2 separate regions of the Anas platyrhynchos genome follow, and region 1 is linked to region 2. The links are chromatin contacts, called in public Hi-C maps. All regions are on one chromosome and are shown on one strand. The core of a region is the stretch at or near the end of the contact, and the rest is flanking DNA. Distances in the headings are between cores, read along the strand shown.

Region 1 (3,332 bases), core at 91-2,590, 130 kb before region 2:
GAGCAATCCTTGTCCCGTGCTCCTGTGCAAACACTAAGGGTGCGCTGCCTGCCTTTCTAATCCTCTGTGTGCCACTAAACAAGGAGCAAGGAATATCCAGGGACTCAACATAATGGATATTGTAACAAAATCAAAACGTGGCCAGATCCTCTTGTTTATTCTGGACTAAGTCAGTAAAAAGGTCATGTGGCGTATTTCTTGCTGCTTTGTTTGTGCCAGCCTGGGACAGCTGCACGCTTTGGTGTCCTTTCTCTGTTTATCTACCTGCAACGTTATAACTGCAAACACACTGTCTGCAAACACGGGGTCTGATCGCTTTCAAAACCTTGGGAGTGTTTGCAGCAGGAAAGTGAACTTGGTGGTTTTGCCCGAAGTGCCAAAAACCGTGGGCGCTTCGTGTATGTTCTGCCTGGAAGTTCTGACCACAGGGAGCGCTGGGCTCTGGCCACACGGTGCCGACACCCATCACCCCGTCGGGGCACGGGCTGCGGCCGCCTGCTGCTCCCCCCAGCGAGCTGGGACGGGGGCCGCGGGGGTGGCCGGGGCACCGCGGGCGGGGAGCGAGCCCCGGGGCCCCCCCGGGCGGCAGCGGCGCGCGGGCGGCGGGGGCCCCCTGCCGTAGCGGCGGGCGGCGGGGGGCGCGCGGCCGGCAGGGGGCAGCAGCAGGACGGGGACCGCGAGCGGCAGCGGCCGGGCCCGGCGGGGCGGCGGGCGGCAGGTAGGGCGGGCAGCGCCGGGGAGCGGCGGGGAGCGGACAGCAGCCGGGCTCGGCACTCCCCTCCCCTCCCCTCCCCTCCCGGCCGGCGCGGAGGGGCCGCGGCCCGCGGGGACAGCGGCGGGAGGCCGGGGGCGGCCGCCAGCCACGACCGGGGGGGGGCGGCTCGGAGCCCGAGGGGACGCGGCAGCGGCAGCCACGGGGAGCGGCCCCGGCGCCGTGCCCGCGGGATGCCCCGGGCCGGCTGCTCCCGGCGCGGAGCGGCGAGCGGGGAAACCGAGCCTCGGGGCTCCCCCCGCGGCGTCTCCCGGCCCCCGCTGCTCTGGAGAAGCCCCCGGCGGGCGGTGCGGGGCGGTGCGGGGCCGGCGGGACCCCGGCACCCGGCGGAGTCTGCGGGGAGCGGCGGCTGCGCCGCGCGTGTGAGCGGGGCTGTGCCGCTCTCGCCCTAGGTAGGACGGACCTGCCCCCCTGCCTCTGCCCCCATGTCCAATAAGAGCAGCCCCGCCGTGACACCTGCCTATATACAGCGGCCGGCAGCAGCATCTTCAGCGCCGGGCTCTCGAGGCGGGGGGGGGGGGGGTACAACCCAAAGCACAACACAACATCAGGGCAGAGCGGGGGGCTCGGCTGTACTATATCCCCCCCCCCCCCCCCCCCCCAAGACTATGACTTCCAGTAAAATTGAGATGCCAGGGGAGGTGAAGGCAGATCCTGCAGCTCTGATGGCATCTCTGCATCTGCTGCCTTCTCCCACTCTCAACCTTGAAATCAAATACACCAAGGTAAGTTGTGTTCATTTGTTCTGGCAGGGAGATTCATGGCTTTCCCTCCAAAGAAGGGATTTTGCTTAAAATCAATTTCAGTCTGCCCTAACCAACTTCAGCTCTGAGATCAACAAACAAACAAACAAATAATATAAAAAAAAGGCAAGGAAACAAACAAACAATATATATATATATGTATAAAGACTGCCTTGAATCTGTAATATGGGAAACAGATTTTTAGCCCTCTAATCATCTGAAAAAGCACAGGATAATAGAAAATCAAATGAGATCTGTTGGGACTGGCTTTACCACTTCTCTTTAAATGTAGCGTTTTCTACAGAGCTGTTGGGCTTTTTTTCACAGTGCAAAATCACAGGTCCTCTAATGTTTTGGTTGCTTTTGATGTAATTCAGAGGAAGTTGCTATACGTACCCATATTTCTCAATCAGAAAATAAAAATGTTTTCTTTCTTGAATTAGCCTGTGTACCCAAGGGACTCTTTTACAATTCCTTGAGGACTCTTAACACTGCCAGGTTGTTACAGCACTGGAACAGGTCTCTTTACTAACTTCCTGAATAAACCTTGAACAGTATTGCAAGAGGGGATATTTTTTCCTACTAACGTTTCAGAGTAATTTTCATGAAGAGGGGGTTAACAATCAACCCATTGGGTCAATGTAGAAAAATCTGCTGCTTTTCTATGCTATATTATGGGACTACATTGATTTTGTAGATTAAAATGGACTTTAACAAAGGTCATTTGTTTGTCAATGCAATTTGAATGTATAAATTTGTTTTTATGTTTTGAATCTTTGCATCTTCAGTACCTTTAATTAAAGAATACTTTCATTTCTATTGGAGAAGTTTGAAATGTGTGAACAGGTTACATTGTGTCAGACTTTGTTTCTAATTGCTGAGAAACTTAAAATAAAGCACATCAGCCCTGGGAAAAGGTGACAATATTTTTATCTACTGGAAATACAACTTCAGGAGCTTTAAAACTGATAGGAAATTCATTTTGACCAAGGTAGTGTATTTTTTATCTTCCATGTCATCACTTGGAAAGCTTTTCATCTTTTCTCTTTTTTTAAGTGGGTGCCAAAATTAATTTGTCTTCTAATTTGTTACAGCTATATCATGTTCTAGAAGCACGTTTCAGAGGAAAATCAACTCTTAGATTTCGTTACATTTTAATGAGAACTGCAATATGCAAATTTAAAGATGCGGGTTTTCTTGCATATAATTTATTTGAAAATGGTTTAAATAAATTAGGAATGTATGTAGTTATTTGAGGTTGTGTGGTGTTACACTTTGGGAACAATGGTATTATGCAAACAGTACTTGGCATTAATTTTATTTATTGCTGGTTTCAGTTTAAAATAAGCCTCAGTGGGTAATATCTGCTAGTAGTATCACAGTTGGTTTGCACAGAAAGTGTACTTGCATTTCTTCATTTTAAAACTAGAGAATTCGTTCAAAAATCTTTCAAAATTAGAGCAGTCATTAACAGCCATATCTTCTTTGTGAGGATGTAAGCTGGACAGTAACCTTTAATAATTCATAGTATATACTGCCATCATCTCAGAAATATGTAAGTTGTTACACATCTTATCCTACTGGAACAAGTAAAAAAAAAAGTTATTTGTTTTCAATATTAAACCAAAAACAGCAGCGACACGTTTCTTCTAGACTTAGTTTTGAGGTATCAGGTAATTCCTTCCTGCTTATGAGAGAATTGGGTTTAGGACGGGTATTGAATATTTCACTTGGTATATCCTCTGTCTCTGGTTTTCTGTCTCTTTCTTCCCTCCTTTTTCTCTGCAGGAAACACAAGTGATTTATAGATAATAGGA
Region 2 (3,096 bases), core at 438-2,937:
TAATGGCCTTGTATATTAAAATTTAGAGCATTAACAGTTCAATAATATATTAAAGACTACTTTTTATAGTTTCTTATTCAAACTGCCGTGTTCTGTTCCAAAGAAAATGTGCACAGTTCTCCAGTTATTGAGTATTCATTTATTTACATTTTATTTCTTATTCTACTGACAAAAGAAGTTTATAAAAAAAAGTTCCTACTAGAAAAAACATCGACACAACTTAACCATGACATAAAAAGAGCTTATTGTCTAAAATCATAAGACCACTTAGAAAACCTAAATAGCTTGAGAGTTTATTTGAGCAGGAACAGAACATGTTTTCATCTTCTGCTCTAGCTGTTTTCATTACGGACAATTCCAAACAGTAAATTCATGGATCAGCTTCCAAACAGAAAGTCATGGGGATTGGCAGATATTTTTTTTTTCTCCATATGAAGCATTGGATTCTTTTTAATTGACAGATAAGAAAAGATTTTACCTCTAGAACAGATGGTTTTGGATTTCAGGCACAAAAACATCACCTTACACAAATGAAGCCAAAATTTTCACATATAACAGCTTCAGAGGGTAGACTATTAAAAAGAAAACACACCAAAAAAATCTAAAAAAAAATAATATTGTAAAGCTCACAATATAATAATGGTCAATTACAACATTGTGTTTCTCATGGGATGATATTATTTAAAGACAACAAATAAGAAACTTGAACATAGCAGTTTTGAGGTAATGATTTTGATATTTATTTCCTTACTGAAATCAGCATTTCAGTAAAAAGAAGATGATGGCTCTCTAAAACTTCTTATGAACTCTCATTTACTTGAGTAAGCTGAGCCAAACAAGACTTGTCTTGATTTTAAGCTTAAACTTGTGTTCATACTAAACTAAAATAAGTATTTTAAGAAAGAAAAGACCAGCTATTTGATGTTAGAATAACTGCATTGAACTTAGATGTGTGATGTTATGGATGATATACATAATTGCGATGTGATAACATAGTAACACAATCCAATCACACTGTCATAATTGGAACAATTGTAATATTTTCTGTTCTTTAAAGATTTTAAAGCACTGCTCGTTTCCTCTTACCATTTAATGCCAATAGGATAACACCACCACAATACCAACTACAACAGTCATAATTTCTTGGCTGAGGCCGGGCCAGGGTGCCTCACAGCTCAGGACACAGCACGCCAAGCATCAGCCCTGCTGCTGCAGCCCTGCCAGAGGCCAGCTCTGTGCTGAGCTAGGCCCTAAACCATGACTGCTCTTGTTTTAAAATCACCCCCTTACAATTAACAGATGTGAAGGCAAACTTGGCATATATGGATGGCTGAATTTTTTCCCTTTGAATAACCTGGTTATATCCAGTTTCCGCAGCAATTGTAAGAGTGTTTACATTGTTTTTTTTCATTTCCCTTTTCTAATAATACGAAGCAGACGTGGTGTGTCTGATTTACCTCAGGAGGCAGCAGGAGAGGAAGGGTGCTCCTGGCTCCTCCATGGAATGTGCTGAGGGGAGTGGAAGGGGGTGCTGCGGTTGGGGTTATTTATTTTGTTAATATCTTCAGACCCCAAGGGCCCCATTCTCATCCTCCCTGGCTGATCTCCAGAATGAGGCTGTCAGCCAGGGAGAGTATAATATCTTCAGGCTATGGCCCATTTAAAGTTTTTCCTCAGCTCTCACTGAGCTTTTCTCTGGGCTCATGGGGGGCCATGGTGTCCTGCCCTGCCATGCAGCCACCACGGCCACAGGGCCCCTCAGGGCGCCTGACGGGCCTGTGCTCCTCACGCCTCATGGCGCCAGGCCCCACAGGGCCCATCTCCTCAGCTTGCCTCACAGGGCCATGAGTCTCCCACCTGGCAGCTCCCATCTGCCTGAGCTCCCCACGGCCTGCGTCATGCCACGGCCACCAGCCTGACTTCTGTCACCCCAAGTTTTTCTGTCCCCTCACGAACCCTGTGAGAAATCCCTGGTCTGGAAATCGGGGCCTGGATTTTCCCCCTCAGGGGTGACTCATGGGCAGTTACTCCCCTTCTGCATTTTCCTTCTTCTTAAACTCCCTAAAGAGGCCTGATATTTAACTAAGTATCTTGAAAGAATTTATATTTAATTACATGATTATGCCAGATAGCCTAGCTTAACAGGCATTATAAATCTTCAAAAACGTTTTTATGTTGGTTTTAAGCTGCTACCCAGAAATTGCGAACAGGCCAGTTGTATTCTTTGAGCAATGGAAACAGAAGCCTCTGTCTCTGGAAACATACACCTCTATCTTTCCAGTAAAAATGCTACACAACATTTTAAAACCCTTTTAAACAATATTCAAAATTCAAAATCTTAGGTGCTTATTCTACTGACACGAGAGTACAGCTACCTAGAACAATGTAATTCCTTAGCATGGCCTCATTAACCCACCAGCTAATGAAACTATATTGCCTCCAGCGCCCTGACACGTCAGGCAGCTTGCTGTGGTGCTGCCTGGTGCCATGTCAGTGTCTCTAATGGCACTACACCAGGAGCACACCAGCTAATTATGAAAACAAACAGTTACAATTTTCAAGCCCTACAGCAAGTACAGCAGTTTTGAGGGAATAAAAAATAAAATTATATATACATATATAATATATGCATATACACACACACACACACACATATATATATAAAGTGTTTTCTCTCTACCTTAGGGTTTAAAATTATTATGGCAGCCTTGAACCAATGAACTATGACAAAGCCACAAAAAAAATCGTGCATGACATAGCTCCGCAGTGGATAATCCCAGGGAGTCATCAACTCTCCAGACAGAAGCACAAATTGGGATTTTACTAAGGTCACAGCTCAATCTGACAGACAAGCCTGATTTTAAGCAGCTAGTCTGTACCACAAAGACACACTACTGGGTATGTGAAAAAAACTGCTACACTGGTTCAAACTGACCCCATAAGGTTCGTATTTGTTCCAGATGCTCTGAAAAACTACCTCTGTCCTGGAGGGCTCTGTGCCATATCGAGTATAGCCTGTCCTTACGCAGCTGGCATAAAAACATAGAGCTAGCATAACCAACAGTCCGTTCTGGCTAAATAGGAATAAACTGTGCA

The links. A called contact is a pair of places that touch in the nucleus more often than the background predicts.
Region 1: a contact with region 2 is called in a Hi-C map of subcutaneous adipose tissue, with 3 times the contacts expected there. The contact joins the promoter of ALDH1A2 here to the enhancer-like site in region 2. A contact is called at or near these places in 4 of 8 Hi-C or Micro-C datasets (F1 follicle, liver, skeletal muscle and 1 more).

The regions. Positions count from the first base shown.
Region 1 is chr11:7,565,033-7,568,364 of IASCAAS_PekinDuck_T2T, reverse strand. It overlaps ALDH1A2 (aldehyde dehydrogenase 1 family member A2), which reads left to right and starts at 1,340. Exons shown (of 13, transcript XM_005011936.6): 1 at 1,340-1,497. The coding sequence starts at 1,381. It overlaps LOC106014680 (a long non-coding RNA gene), which reads right to left. Exons shown (of 5, transcript XR_011812142.1): 5 at 2,482-3,332.
Region 2 is chr11:7,439,567-7,442,662 of IASCAAS_PekinDuck_T2T, reverse strand. No RefSeq gene overlaps it. Among named protein-coding and RNA genes, the nearest start is that of MYZAP, 67 kb to the right of the region's middle. Within about 2 kb of position 1,687, at least 1 of the 8 cell types and tissues checked has an H3K27ac peak or open chromatin away from gene starts, as enhancers often do. A contact at or near this core is called in subcutaneous adipose tissue, where this site is marked.